2 separate regions of the Gossypium hirsutum genome follow, and region 1 is linked to region 2. The links are chromatin contacts, called in public Hi-C maps. All regions are on one chromosome and are shown on one strand. Each heading gives the region's core, a stretch centred on a gene start, on an enhancer-like site or on the middle of the called end of the contact. The rest is flanking DNA. Distances are from core to core; before and after follow the strand shown.

What was found. A called contact is a pair of places that touch in the nucleus more often than the background predicts.
Region 1: a Hi-C map of leaf shows a contact between it and region 2, with 3 times the contacts expected there. The contact joins the enhancer-like site here to the promoter of LOC107963323 in region 2. A contact is called at or near these places in 5 of 34 Hi-C or Micro-C datasets (callus, hypocotyl, leaf and 1 more).

What each region holds. Positions count from the first base shown.
Region 1 is chrA06:34,879,393-34,886,075 of Gossypium_hirsutum_v2.1, forward strand. No RefSeq gene overlaps it. Among protein-coding and RNA genes, the nearest start is that of LOC121231128, 76 kb to the left of the region's middle. Within about 2 kb of position 3,384, at least 9 of the 9 cell types and tissues checked have an H3K27ac peak or open chromatin away from gene starts, as enhancers often do. A contact at or near this core is called in hypocotyl and leaf, where this site is marked.
Region 2 is chrA06:34,040,074-34,047,032 of Gossypium_hirsutum_v2.1, forward strand. LOC107963323 (D-amino-acid transaminase, chloroplastic) reads right to left here and starts at 4,284. Exons shown (of 5, transcript XM_041115180.1): 1 at 3,847-4,284; 2 at 3,703-3,749; 3 at 3,425-3,603; 4 at 2,472-3,145; 5 at 1,848-2,135. The coding sequence starts at 4,027. The coding sequence ends at 2,041. It overlaps TRNAL-CAA (transfer RNA leucine (anticodon CAA)), which reads left to right and starts at 5,410; the gene lies at 5,410-5,493.

The DNA of each region.
Region 1 (6,683 bases), core at 2,134-4,633, 840 kb after region 2:
CAAATGAGTTGTCTCTTGGTTACCGAACAACTAAAAAAAGATTGGTTGCACGACATTGAATCAACAACTAGAACTAATTTAAGGCACTGCAATTATTCTTGCATCGATACTTGAATCTATGAATCAAACAAATATTTTACCTTTGACTAGAGTTTCTTCATGTTTATTTTATTTTATGAACTTTTTTACTTTGCTTCATTTTAATTTTAGTTTTTGACTGTAAACCCCCTTATCTTTATTTTACTTGTTTATTAGAGAAATAAAATTATCATTGGTCTTTATGAATATGAATCTACTTGCTGCTATTTACTAATTTTTATATTTTTCAAATAAATTTTTATTTTTATAGGTCGACAGCCTAACATATTAAGATATTAAATTTTTAATAATATTTTATGTATTGCTAGTTATAATTGTAAATATGCATTTTAATATACTAAATTACACATAGCTATTGATATTGTCAAAACCATCTTTAAATTTTGAAAACAAAAACGGACGATCAACTTTTAAAACAAAAATGGAGTCGCCACCAATCTTTTACTTAGGAGTGACTGGATCACCAAGGAGTTTGGTCATTTTAATAAAACGTTTTGGTTTACTAAAACAATGATTTTGGTCTACGAATTTTGAGAAAACGGGTTCGGGAATCGGTTACGTATGAGGAAGGATTAGCACCCTCATTATGCCCAAAATTGGTACCAAAATGATTAAATATTGTCCTTATGTCTGAGATTTAAAAGAGTTTTTGAAAGGTGGTTCTTTTTATTTGAATAGCCCGAGTTGGTCGTCAAAATTCCCTTGTTTCAGAGGAATACAGCATCACATCCAGCACAATAGGACACGATCCTTTGTATCCTCGAAACACGATAAATTTCAACTTCTAAAAATTTATATGCAAAATGATGCCCAATTATTTAGTCCAACGAAAAAATCGAAACCCAGCACAGTAGGGTATGATTCCTCGAATTTCTAGACATCGAACATTGCCTTATTTTAGAATTTAGAGAACATGAGTGAAATTCTAAAGGGATATTCGATTATTTTGAACAAACAGGAAATCGCAACCCAGCACGATAGGGCACGATTCCCCAAATTGCCAAACATCGAACATTACCTTCGTTTTAAAGAATTTTTAAACGAATAGTTATAAAACTAGCTTAAAACATATTAATTTTACTTGAAATAGAATAGAATAATTAGTGTATTTCAAAGAAACATTTAAAAAAGAATAAACATGCGATAATATGCACACCTAAAGTACAATAAACCACAATTGATAACTCCAACGATTAAGTACGACTATTCTACGAAAAATGTGATCAAATTTTTTAGCATGGATCGAAAACAATTAATATAAAAAATAAAACAACGAATAAATAATATACAACAACAATAAATATGGCACAATATAAATCAATCAACAGATCATATACAAGACAAAATGGAATTTAGAAGTCAATGTGGTATAAGACAATTTCAAAATAGACGAATGAACACATAATATATATGATATATGAGTGGGTGAATTGATAAATTTGAAATAATTTAGGTAAAAAAAAACCAAGGCTATAAATATAATCATTGAAATAAATATTATAGAATAAATTATATGAATCAAATAGTATGCGAAACATTTTCAACACAAATTCATTTAAAAAACGACAATATACAATAACTTAAAAATATGAAAGAATGGTGGAGTACATGATAAGATATATGTACCAAATATATATATATATTTAAGAATAATTACTTGTAAAAAAAATGGCATGAAATGAATGATGCATACAAAATTAAGTTAGCTTATAAATTATATAAGTACCATTATACTTAAAAACATTTTAAAGAAATACTAAATAACATACTAAGATAATATAATATAGAGAAACATTTCAAAATAATAATTTTATAAACATAAAAATGAAGTTCCCAAAATAGTGTCATATATACATAAAAACATTAAGTAAATCATGAATCAAGAAATATTTTAAATAGAAAACTCTATTAAAATAATTTATGTATCAATATATAAAAATATTTAAATTAAAACTTTATAATGAGGTATTAAAATAATTTAATGTAAAAAGAATTTTAAAACGATGATCTTGTCAAAAATAAATAAGAATGTTGTTAACTTCAAAATAATGTTTATTATAGATTAAGAATTTAATAAGAATGATGTATATACAAATATGTATAAAATATTTAAAGAAATGGGATGCACAATGTAAAAATAATAAGATAAAAAAAATCTCAAAATAATTATACAAATGTAAACAAACAAAATTATTAACATGGATTAATACATATAAAATATTAAATGCATTTTAAATTAGCAAACTATACAAATGAAAGACCAAATTAAAATTGAATCCAAAATAACATACAAATAATCATAAATAAGATCAATGTACAAGGCGCATGAATGTCTGGGGATTAGAATTGCAAATATCCCTAGCCCAAAACGCAGCACTGTATCGCGGACTAAAATGGAAACGCGCACGAATTAAAGAGCCAAATTAAAAAAAGGGCAAAACAAATAAGGCACAATTGAATAATCGCGCAAAAGGAAGGATTTAATGCGCAAATTTCCCACTTCTAATGAAAAGGCACAGACTTATTTTAATGCTAAAATCCATATTCCCATTTATTTTCCTTTCAAAACACAAATAACCTTTTAATTTAAAAAAAGAAACAGAACCCTTCATTCTCTTTGGGTTCATTAAGCAACTGCCCAAACCACTATCAATTTGATGGCTGACGGTGCACGAATAGGGATCGGATCTTGCTGAAGAAAGCCTTACCCACGAAGATTCGGTAAGAGTACTCCTTTCCCCTTTTTTTTAAAAAAACAGAAACTTTAAAATCCTGTACTATTCTGTCAAAAACAAGGCGAGATCCGACGAAAAACAAGAGAAAACAACCCTAGCCCGAATCACCATATTCCTGAGACATGAGGGCTTTCATCGGTGTTGTTTCAAGCATCCTTTTTCGTTTTCTATGCCAAAATAATGCAAGCAAATTGACAGAAAAGAGGGAAAAATTTGAAATCACCTTTAGATCACTCTTTTTTTTCTTTTCTACTATTTAATATATGTATTGTAGTGTGCGTTCATAGTTTTACAATGAAAAGGCTTTTTGGTTTTATTAGCCGAACAATAATCAAAAATGAAAATACAAGCCCTCTTTATTTGCTATTCCGTTGTTTTTTGTTTCTATTTGCTGTTGTTTTCTTGTCTGTTTGCAGGTATGCGTGGCGCGTGGAAGTGTACGGCGTACGGAGGCGCTGGAAGCTTGTACGGCGCTGCAGGTTAGGGCTGCGGAGCTCCTTACTGCTAGGGTTTGGCTGTTTGGCTAAACTTAGGTTTAGGTTTTGGGCCATTGGGCCCCATTGTAAATGGGTATCTGGGTTTGATTTTTTGTTATTAGGCCTGGGTAGATTCGGCCCATTACAGATATGATATATTTTATTATAGTCTATAATATAATTATAGTTATATATATAATATTATTTCACTAAATAATACTATATCACATGTTATAATAGTAGAGTAGTACATAATATTTTTAATTATTATCATATATTATTGTTTATTATTATACTGGTTGAAATATGCTCTAAGTCCCTATATTTTTTATAAATTTCAAAGTTGGCCCCCCTACTATATTACATAATGTTATATCTTATAGTATATAATATATTAATAATTGATATATATGCATCAATGATTAAACATTATAATATCTAGTAATATTATATCTTTTATTATATATAATAGAAGTACGTTATATATTAATTATTAATTCTTAATTGTTATTATATTATTTGAAATATGCTCTAGGTCGTTATACTTTTCATACATTTGAAAGTTAGCTCTTCTTCTATGTCATATAATGTTATATCATATAATATATAATATATTATGTAATATAATAATAGTTATATAGTATAGATTTTAATATCTATTAATTTTATATATTTATTATACATATATAATCATAGTAATAAAAATATTTTATATTAAATTAATATTTTTAATTTTCACTTTATAATTTAACATAAAAAATTACTATTAATTGTGTTTCCTATTAATAAAAATTTATTATAAATATGTCATGCATATGAATAAATTTTCATAAAAAATATTATATATTTTTTTAATATTGAAATCTATATTAATTATTAATGTCTATGGTTGTTTAATTATAAATTAAAACTTTGAGTCAGGTTATTCTCAAGCTCAGGTCAAATTGGTCCCGAACTCAAAGTCTTATAGACTCGAGTATTTCTCGAGCTCTGGTTTTTCGGGCTAAGATTTTCTCATGCTCGAGCTTTCTCGGACTCGGACCAACACAAACAGCCTTTCAAGCTCAAGCCGGTTTTACCAGCTCTTATTATGGATATATATTAGTAAGTCCAAAATGTTAGCACCCTTACTTGCTCCTATTAAAGTGATTATGTGGAATTTTTTTACTATTATTCAACTGCATAATCAATATCATGTGAAAATTCAATCAACTATGTTCAATCAACAGCAAATATATGTCAACTAATGCTTACAACTATTTTTTTTTAAAAATGCGTCATCTCTTTATTGACGATAATAAACGGTATTATAAATTTGAATTTACTAATAATTTTATAAAAATAAACGATCAAACTATGTTAAAAATAAAGTATATAAATTTACGGATAATATAAGTTTTGGCCCCTGAACTTGGCAATTAGGTCCACTTAGGTACTTGTAAATTTTTTTGTCTACTTTGATCTTTGAACTTGGCAACTAGATCTATTTTCGTCCCTGAACTTAGATCTTGTCAAGATTTGGAGATATAATCAATGTTACTAGAGCATGATCAAAGTAGACAAACTGAGAATTAAGCAATGTAACGGTTCAAACAAAAGGGTTAAACTGATTGACACGGAAACTGTTTGAAATTGGTAAAAATTAAAATCTAGGACAAAAATTGCCAATTGAACCAGTTTAATATATATTTTTTGTTATTTTATGTTTTTATATTTTTATGAATTTTAATTACTTATTTAATTATTGTTAGTTTGTTGGTTGAATTGATCAAACTGGTTGAATAGGGAACATGTTGAACTAGTTGTACCACATCATCACCTGAAAATTTATATAAAATTTATAAATTTTAAATTTTCATGTAATGATGTGGCACAATGTTAGAGTACCACATCATTAAACTTTTTTATTTTTCAAGTTTAGGGACCAAAATGAATTTAACTGTCAAGTTTAAATGCCAAATTCTTAACATGGTAAAGATCCTAAATTCATAATTTGAACACACCTAAAATGAAAAACTAAGAACAAGCTCCGGTTCCGTGATGGAAAGAATCACGTTTGCTGTTAAAGACTAAAACCATGTCAGTTTATATAGCCATATGATCTTCGAAGCCCATGAAGACCTTTGATAAGTAGAACAGGCTAATTTGCATAGATAGTTATTACATAAAAAGCCCCAAATAATGTCTCCAACTGCCACCGCTTCACTTAAAAATGCAACTTCTGTCAAATGGATTTTGGTAGAGAGCGCTGAAAAAAGGTGGGTGTATTTAGATTGTCTCTCCCCAACATGATTGATTGGGCCATTTCATCACTAAAGGCATCTAATTTGAATGAAATCAACAGTTTTGTCAATAATGTGTTTAAAATTTCTTATTGGACTTTTTATCAGAGTTTTAGCATGGGTTAGGCCTTTTGGGAGTTCTATTTTTGTTAAAATTATGAGTCGTATAATGGGCAGATATTTACATGTATTTAACTCTTCTTTTTTTTTCTTTTCTTTTCTGAGATTCTGTTTGGCCCAACTAAGCTTTTGCGTGCCGCTAAATAAATATATAAAAGAAAATTTAATTGCATCATCCATCTCTAAATTATTATTTAATTTTTAAATTATACTAAATTTCAATGTCTCAATTGATTGATAAAATTATCAGTCGTCCTGTGAGTTTAGACATTGAAGGTTAACTTGCATATGATATTCAACATATTTAAATGGATTAAACATGTGTGCACTTATCATATGGATAATTTGGATTTAACCTGTCAAAATAATTTGTTCGTATAAAATTTATTTACGTCTTTTTTTCCTAACATGCCGTTGTTTATATAATATATACACACGTATTAAACATTTGATCAACATATTTAAATATAGTCCACGTTAGATTCAAACTAACACTTAATAACTTGACCGAAGAACCTAACTAATATGAAACTAGAAGTTTAAGCACTCAACTAGAATGTAAAGCCATTTGGAGCAATTACCTCAAAATAAATTATAGAAACTAATTACTAAAAAAACTGTGATTATAAAATTTGGTTGAAGTCAAAAAGTACATAAGCATTATTTAATGATAAATTAATTTATTTAAAAGATTAAAAACAAGCTTAAAAAAGCCTTAATAGTTGTATCCTTTTTGGGTTAGTTAAAAAGTAGGAAGATGCATAAAGTTTTAGCTTTGTAGGTACTTTTTTGTTTTTTTTGGAAGGTTGTAGGTACTGGCTTTTAGTTCCAATATGTTTTGCCCATCTTCTTACCTAAATTCTAAGTTAAGTCTTTGCATGTGATAAAAGCAAACCAAAATGAACACGTTTGGTTGGACATCCATTTAAATTGATCAAATTTCATTGTAATCCTTCTATTATGTTGAAATT
Region 2 (6,959 bases), core at 3,034-5,533:
TAACGTAAATCAAACCTAAAATTAATCCAAATTCAAAATAACAAATTAACTCCAACAAAAATAATTTTGTTTTTAAAACCTAAATTAATCCAGTCAACTTAACCCATAATAAAGTTGACTGTACTTGTCTAATTAACAGGTCTAACAGAATCTACCTTCACAAAAAAAGAAAAAGAAAAAAAAAACAAAACAAAAACAGGTCTAACAGAATTTCAACAAGCAGGAAACTTCTAAAAGAAAAGCAACAAAGAGGTAAAAGTACCACACAAGCCCCTTCACTATACCCTTGATTGCATTTTAGCTCCTTTACTAAAAAAAAGGGAAAAAAATAGTCTTTGTAGGTTAGTTGAGTGAGCAAAACAGCCTATCTGATAAAATTTGGCATTTATATTTAGGGAATAATAACAAATTTAGTCTTCAACCTTTATCCATTTTTTCAATTTGACCTCTACTTTTATTGAAAGTAAATTAGAAAAATTTTAAACTAATATGGCTAAAGGGTAGAAAAAACCTTAGTAAAAAAATTTAAAAAATCAATTAAGCCCTTTTAAAACTTCAAGAATAAAAAATTATAAACAAAATTTATGAAAAAAGTTATGAGAATTTTTAAATTATAAAAGTTTTATTAAAGAACAACAATACCGGCCCATTACAATCTAATGTTATAAGATTTTAAAAAAATTTTGACCCCTACTCTTTTATTGGGCCAATATTTTTTATTTTTAATAAAAAATTATAATTTTAAAATTTGTATAACAATTTTTTTTATAATTTTTATGATTTTTAAAATTTAAAAAGGCTTAATTGATTTTGTTTTTTAGTTTGTTGCTAAGATCTTTTTGACCCTTTAGCCTTATTAGTTTCAAAATTTTCTAACTTCTAATAAAAGAGTAGGGGTCAAATTGAATAAATGTGTAAAAGGACTATTTTTACCTTATATATGTTTAACTAAAATTTTACAAATGGCTGTTTTGCTCACTCATCTATGTACAGGGACTATTTTACCTATTTTTTCAATAAAGGAGCTAAAATGCAATCAAGGGTATAGTATAGGGGCTTGTGTGGTACTTTTACCTCTTTGTTGCTTTTCTTTTAGAAGTTTCCCGCTTGTTTAGATTCTTTTAGACCTGTGTCTTTTCTTGAAGGGTATAGTACAGGGCTTCTGTGGTGCTTTTACCCAACAAAGATAAACAAGCAAGAAGCAAAACCATTTTGAAGGACCGAATTTAAGGATTAATGTGAAAAAAGAAATTCAAAATCCAATCAGAAATAAATATTTCTTTGTTACTATAATGAAATAATATCAGGCATTCAATTTCGCACTGCCAATTGCATTACTTTGTAATATGCCTTATGAATATATTTTCTAACATTGAAAATGGTTAGGTCGAGAAACAGTAGGCATACCACGCAATTGCTTAGGCCACAAGTCACAACTACAACATAGTCACAAGAAAATCCAAGTTTTATGCCTTACATTTGGACACACATCAGCACATAATCTCGGCGCCCACGGGTTAGCTTAAATCTCTGCTATTCAGCATCATCAACTGAGCTGCGGGTGGCTTTGTGCTAATTATTTTTTTCATAGCCGCGAGTGAACACTATATTACCAACATCACCACGTTGCTCAATTGCAATTGAGAGACGTGATAATTGTCGGAGAACCACAACCCAAAAAGTAGTTGTTGAGGTTGGAGACCTGAGTCCCACAAAAACATCCCATTCTTTCTATTGTACATTACCAACGGACACATATCACGCTACTCCATTCATATCTCTTTTCCTTACGGTTCTTAACATGTTTTAATAATAATGGTCAAATAAAATTTTGTTTAACAATGAAATAATCAAACAAAACTAAGCTGATCCATTCTGTTTTTAAAGTTTCAAAACTAAATACACCAAGCTAATTTACATACCATAGTGCTTTGCATTATAAGATATTGCAGAGTTATGTCTATATGCAGAGCCAACAAGTGAGAAGTAGATTCTTCGACAAACCTTCTGAGAGCAAGAGAATGAATCAAAGCTTCTGCTTCAACAAGGAACAGGTACTCGGACTGATGAAGGACCGGATTTCATGTCCTCCAGGATAAAGTTCAAGAGAGTTTGAGTTATTGGACCTTCCTTGCCTACAAAGAAACGCATAAAGGGCACTATCAACGCTACAAATAAACACATAATGTATGAGAAGAGGCTTGATGAACCCTAAATTATTAACACATCAGTTTAGCATTTCTTTTGAAGAACAATGGTACATCAGCTACATAGCTTTCAAGGAAACTTCGGAGAGAGGTCTTCCGAGTTCAACCTATTTCGAGGCAGTTTGATTAAAGACACTCTATGTTTTCAGACAATGTGGTTAACCAATCAAAATTGAAGGACTAAAATGATGAATGCAGACAAATTTGAAGGCAAGAAACTAGTAACTAGATGTTGCAACTAATGTAAAAAATGAAGCTTCTTACCATCGCCAATGACCTGTTCATCCCACTGTATTACAGGGCGAACAAGGACTCCACTGCCAATAAGCATCATTTCGTCTGCGCTTTTCCCTTCGTCGACGCTCATGTTATCCACTCTTATTCCACGAAGCTTCCCCTCTCTCACCAGTCCCTCTGCAAGAGTCAAAACTCTCTTAGCCGTGCAACCAGTCAAAATTTTGTCGAATTTCGGCATCAACATCTCCTTTTCCTTTGTAATGAATGCCACATTCATACTAGGCCCTTCAGCAACAAATCCATCATCATCCAGCCAAATTGCTGCATATGCACCTTTTTCTTCAGCTTCCATCTTTGAAAGCGCGTTCGGAAGGTAATTCACACTCTTCATGGTGGCAAACTGGGGAGGCTTCATGGGGATTGATGAAGTAACTACTTTGATGCCTTTCGAATTGAACAAAGATTTATCTTCAATCACAATAGCATAAAGAGCTGGTTGGTGACAGCCAGAAGGGGATAGTTGAAAGTCACCAGGTCCAGCTGAAATCCAGTATCTCAGTGATCCATTTATGCACTTGGATACACTTACAGTTTGTATAAGAATTCTTCGGAGAGTCTCACGATCAAATGGAAGAATGATTTTTGCCATAGTTGCCGACTTTACGATACGATCAACATGTTGGTCTAATTCATAGAGGTGTCTGAAATGTAGAAAAAACATAATAGAGCTTTACAAAGTACCAACTTAACATGCATATATACATACACAAGTAATTTTCTCTTCTTGGTTGAAAAACACCCAATTCTATTGGATTCAAAGCCTCAATCTTGATTCAATCAAGATATAATATAATTTTTTCATCAATCTGTTAATCAATCCAACTTGTTATAAAAAGGGTTATTAAATTATTTTATGATTACGGACTCCATTCCAAATTAGGGACAAAAAAATGAGCTCTTTGGCTGAAAGATTCACTAACCTGTTCGCTATTGTGGCAGTATCAAAGACACCATGTCCCCTATGAACCATGTGATCATCCATAGGGATCACCATGGCAGCTTCATCGGTTACTATTCCACCAAATATGCTAGAGTACATAGCCAGGTATTGCTGGTTCCCTTTGTTGTTTTCTCTGTTATGTTTTAGCTTTTCAATAGCCTTCAACAAACCAAAAAAAGTAAATAAAAAAAAAGAAAAGAAAGAAAAACATTACAGATGGGAAATCAAAGATATCATGTAAGACAGAAAGAAAGAAACCTCTAAACAAGACAGTAAAGGAATGTCTGATAGTTTATCAGTAGAATCTGCCAAGACAAAATCACCCACCAAATACAGAAAGCTCATAAGAAATGATGCGATATGAAATGTAATAACATAATTTACCAAAAAATACACACTAACCGATCATTGATTCAGTTTGATTAGAACTTCTAACGATTGTCAAATCCGAGAAAGACCCATTTTTCATAAGAGGAAGATTTCGTGGAACAAGACATAAATCATACAACAGGTGCGTGTATCTAGTCGGAAAATTGGACGTATATTTAGGGTAAGAAGCTGAAAGAGAAGCCATGGAAGCCATAGATGCTACTAGTTGTTTGAGTGAGTGGAGAAATGAAGAGCGGTGTTTATCTTTTAGTAGGCTATGGAAATGGTTGACTTAATAGTACTATGGTGGATTGGATTCCATTTCCAAAAGAGTGTGACGACGAGACCTAAGGACAAAACTTTGCCGGCCGAGTGGATTATCTCCCAGAAACGACCTTCAGCATTTACAAGCCTGTATGGCGCGTGGAGCCACAACCAATTAGCGTTGAAGAAGGTTTATTTGGTTAGGTTTTGTCGATTTTTTTTAAATTTATGAATTTCTTATAATAATTCTATTTTAATTTTTGGTTTTATACAAGTTTCAAAGTACCTTTTATAGATATATTCTTAAAAAACTTAATTTTTCTAGTAATTAAAAAATTTAACAACTCTTCTATCTTTCTTACTATTAATAAAATCTTTAAGTAGGATGCTCTTACGAGTATTAATTCGATTAAAAAATTATAAAAATAATATTTTATATTTAAAAGAAGATATTTAAGGTTATTTTAATCTTTTTAATTTTTAAAAAATAATAAAAATATACGATTTAAATTCATGTCAATCAATTTCATTGGAAAAACTTTAAATTTACTAAATAACTACAAATTTATTTTGATTTATTTATACATTTGAATTTTACTACTTATACTTTATTACATCCATCAATTCTATTTCTATATGATTAATAAAATTCCTGACTGCATTGGTGTCACCAGTCGCCCAGAACTAACTAAGTTAGGAAAATTATAAAAATAATCTTTAATTTTAAAAAGTTTGCCTTAGCTTTTAAAAGTTTATATCTTTTGTCAAATTGACCCTTATTTTTTTTAAAAACTAAATTTGACCCTCATTCTTTTAAAAAAAAGTCAAATTTCACTATCAATCTTTTGAAAAATAGTTTAATTTATTTTTTAATGAAAATATGGATTAAAATCTTGAAACTTAAAACATAGCAATTTACATAGCAGTTCATGTATTCATATATATATTTTAATTTTTATGAGCCTTTTATAAATTTTAATATAATTTATAATTATTTTTTTATAATTTTCAAATTTAATGCAACATTATCACTAATTATTTTGAACAACTTTATTAAAAATGACATGGTTTATTTTTTATATCATCCACAAAAATTGTCCAAAATATAAAAGAAATATTAATTGATATAAAATCAAATGCAAGGGTAAAACAACCAATTAGTAAAAGTATTTATACGGGAGTATAATATATATAATATTAGTCATAAAATATGAAAAGAATTAATTATAAATTTGTACTGGGATTTTTAATATTAACAAAAAAAATATTAAATTTACAATCAACTCAAGTGACGTATTGAGAAAAGTTGTTTTACCAGGACTAGGGCAGACAGTCAGGATGGCCGAGTGGTCTAAGACGCCAGGCTCAAGTTCTGGTCCTCGTGAGAGGGCGTGGGTTCAAATCCCACTTCTGACAAATTTAACTTGATTTTCATTAAGTGTGGTTCTGGCTCTCTTTTGTCAACAAGCCCAAATTTTTAAAATTTGGTTCATTTTTCTCAAGAAGCCCAAAAATGGAAGAGCAGCCCAGAACTTCATATGCGCATCAACGTGATAAGATTAGAGTTTAAATAGAATGAAAATAATTATTTTTTGTAATTTATTTTTTCACACCATATAATATTTCTATATAAAGAATATGAGTAGATAAAGAGTTACTTATCACTTAATTTTGACATGAAATCTTTTAAAATTATAAAATAAAAAGGGTTCATAATTTAAAATTAATATTTATAATACAACCTAATTATATTTTGTACTTAATTTTAATTAATATAGCAAATGTTCTTAATTTTAATTAATATAGCAAATGTCTCATAAATTAAATTTTTAATACTTAAATTTTCAGCACTTAACTTATGAATTTAACAAATACCACCTTACTTTTTTCTACCGCATCCAGCTTTTATAATAGTTCTATTACCTCTAATAATATTTTATGTCATTATTTTAATTTTTAGTATATATGTCATAATGTATCCAATAATTCCAACATTTGAATAACAAGGATAACCATATCTAGGAGTTGTCACTAATATTTTTAAGTTAGGCGAAATTAATTACTTATTAAGCTAATTCAGAGTACGATTCACATAAATACGAACTATGAAAATCCTAACAAAAACAAACTGAGGTCCATATTTACTAAATTAGGACTCGATTTTACATTATTATCGTATCATAACATCATTATTGGATATTAAAATTTATTAACTAATAGGTTTAATTCAAAACAATCCAATATTTAAGAAAATCATTACTCATTTGCGAGGAAGTATACAAGTCAACCATTCATGGTCTTTTTGAATAAAACATTTTCTAAAAGGATAATAATTTTATTTTTATTTTAAAACAAAAATAGAATGTCCTTATCTATGGGTCAAAAATAATTATCCCCATTAATGATTTGTGACTTTTTTATAATAAAAAATACTTTTTTTAACAAAGTGAATAAACGACGGTAATACTTTTTCACCGTAGAAAAATTTGACTTAATATTCGATATTTATTACCTTAAAGATCATCAATATTACCTCCCCATTCTAATTAAATCCAATAATTATGAATATCTCAGTCAGAATTCCAAATATAAATAAAATCTCATTGTTAAAGTTAAAATTGGTATTGATTATATTGTACACCAAATTTACACTTAAGTTGATTAGCTTTAAATTCTATTATTATAATTTAATCTAATAATATTACATGTCCAAACATACGCAAATACTAATTACTATTAATCTTGCCAAATTAAATTAGTTCATAAATCATACACTATAGAATTAAATTTAGAAATGAGTTTTAACTTTGTTGGCATTGAACAAATTTATCTTATCAATTCCTTGTCTTGTCTTCTCATTGATAGATTTCACTAACTCCACT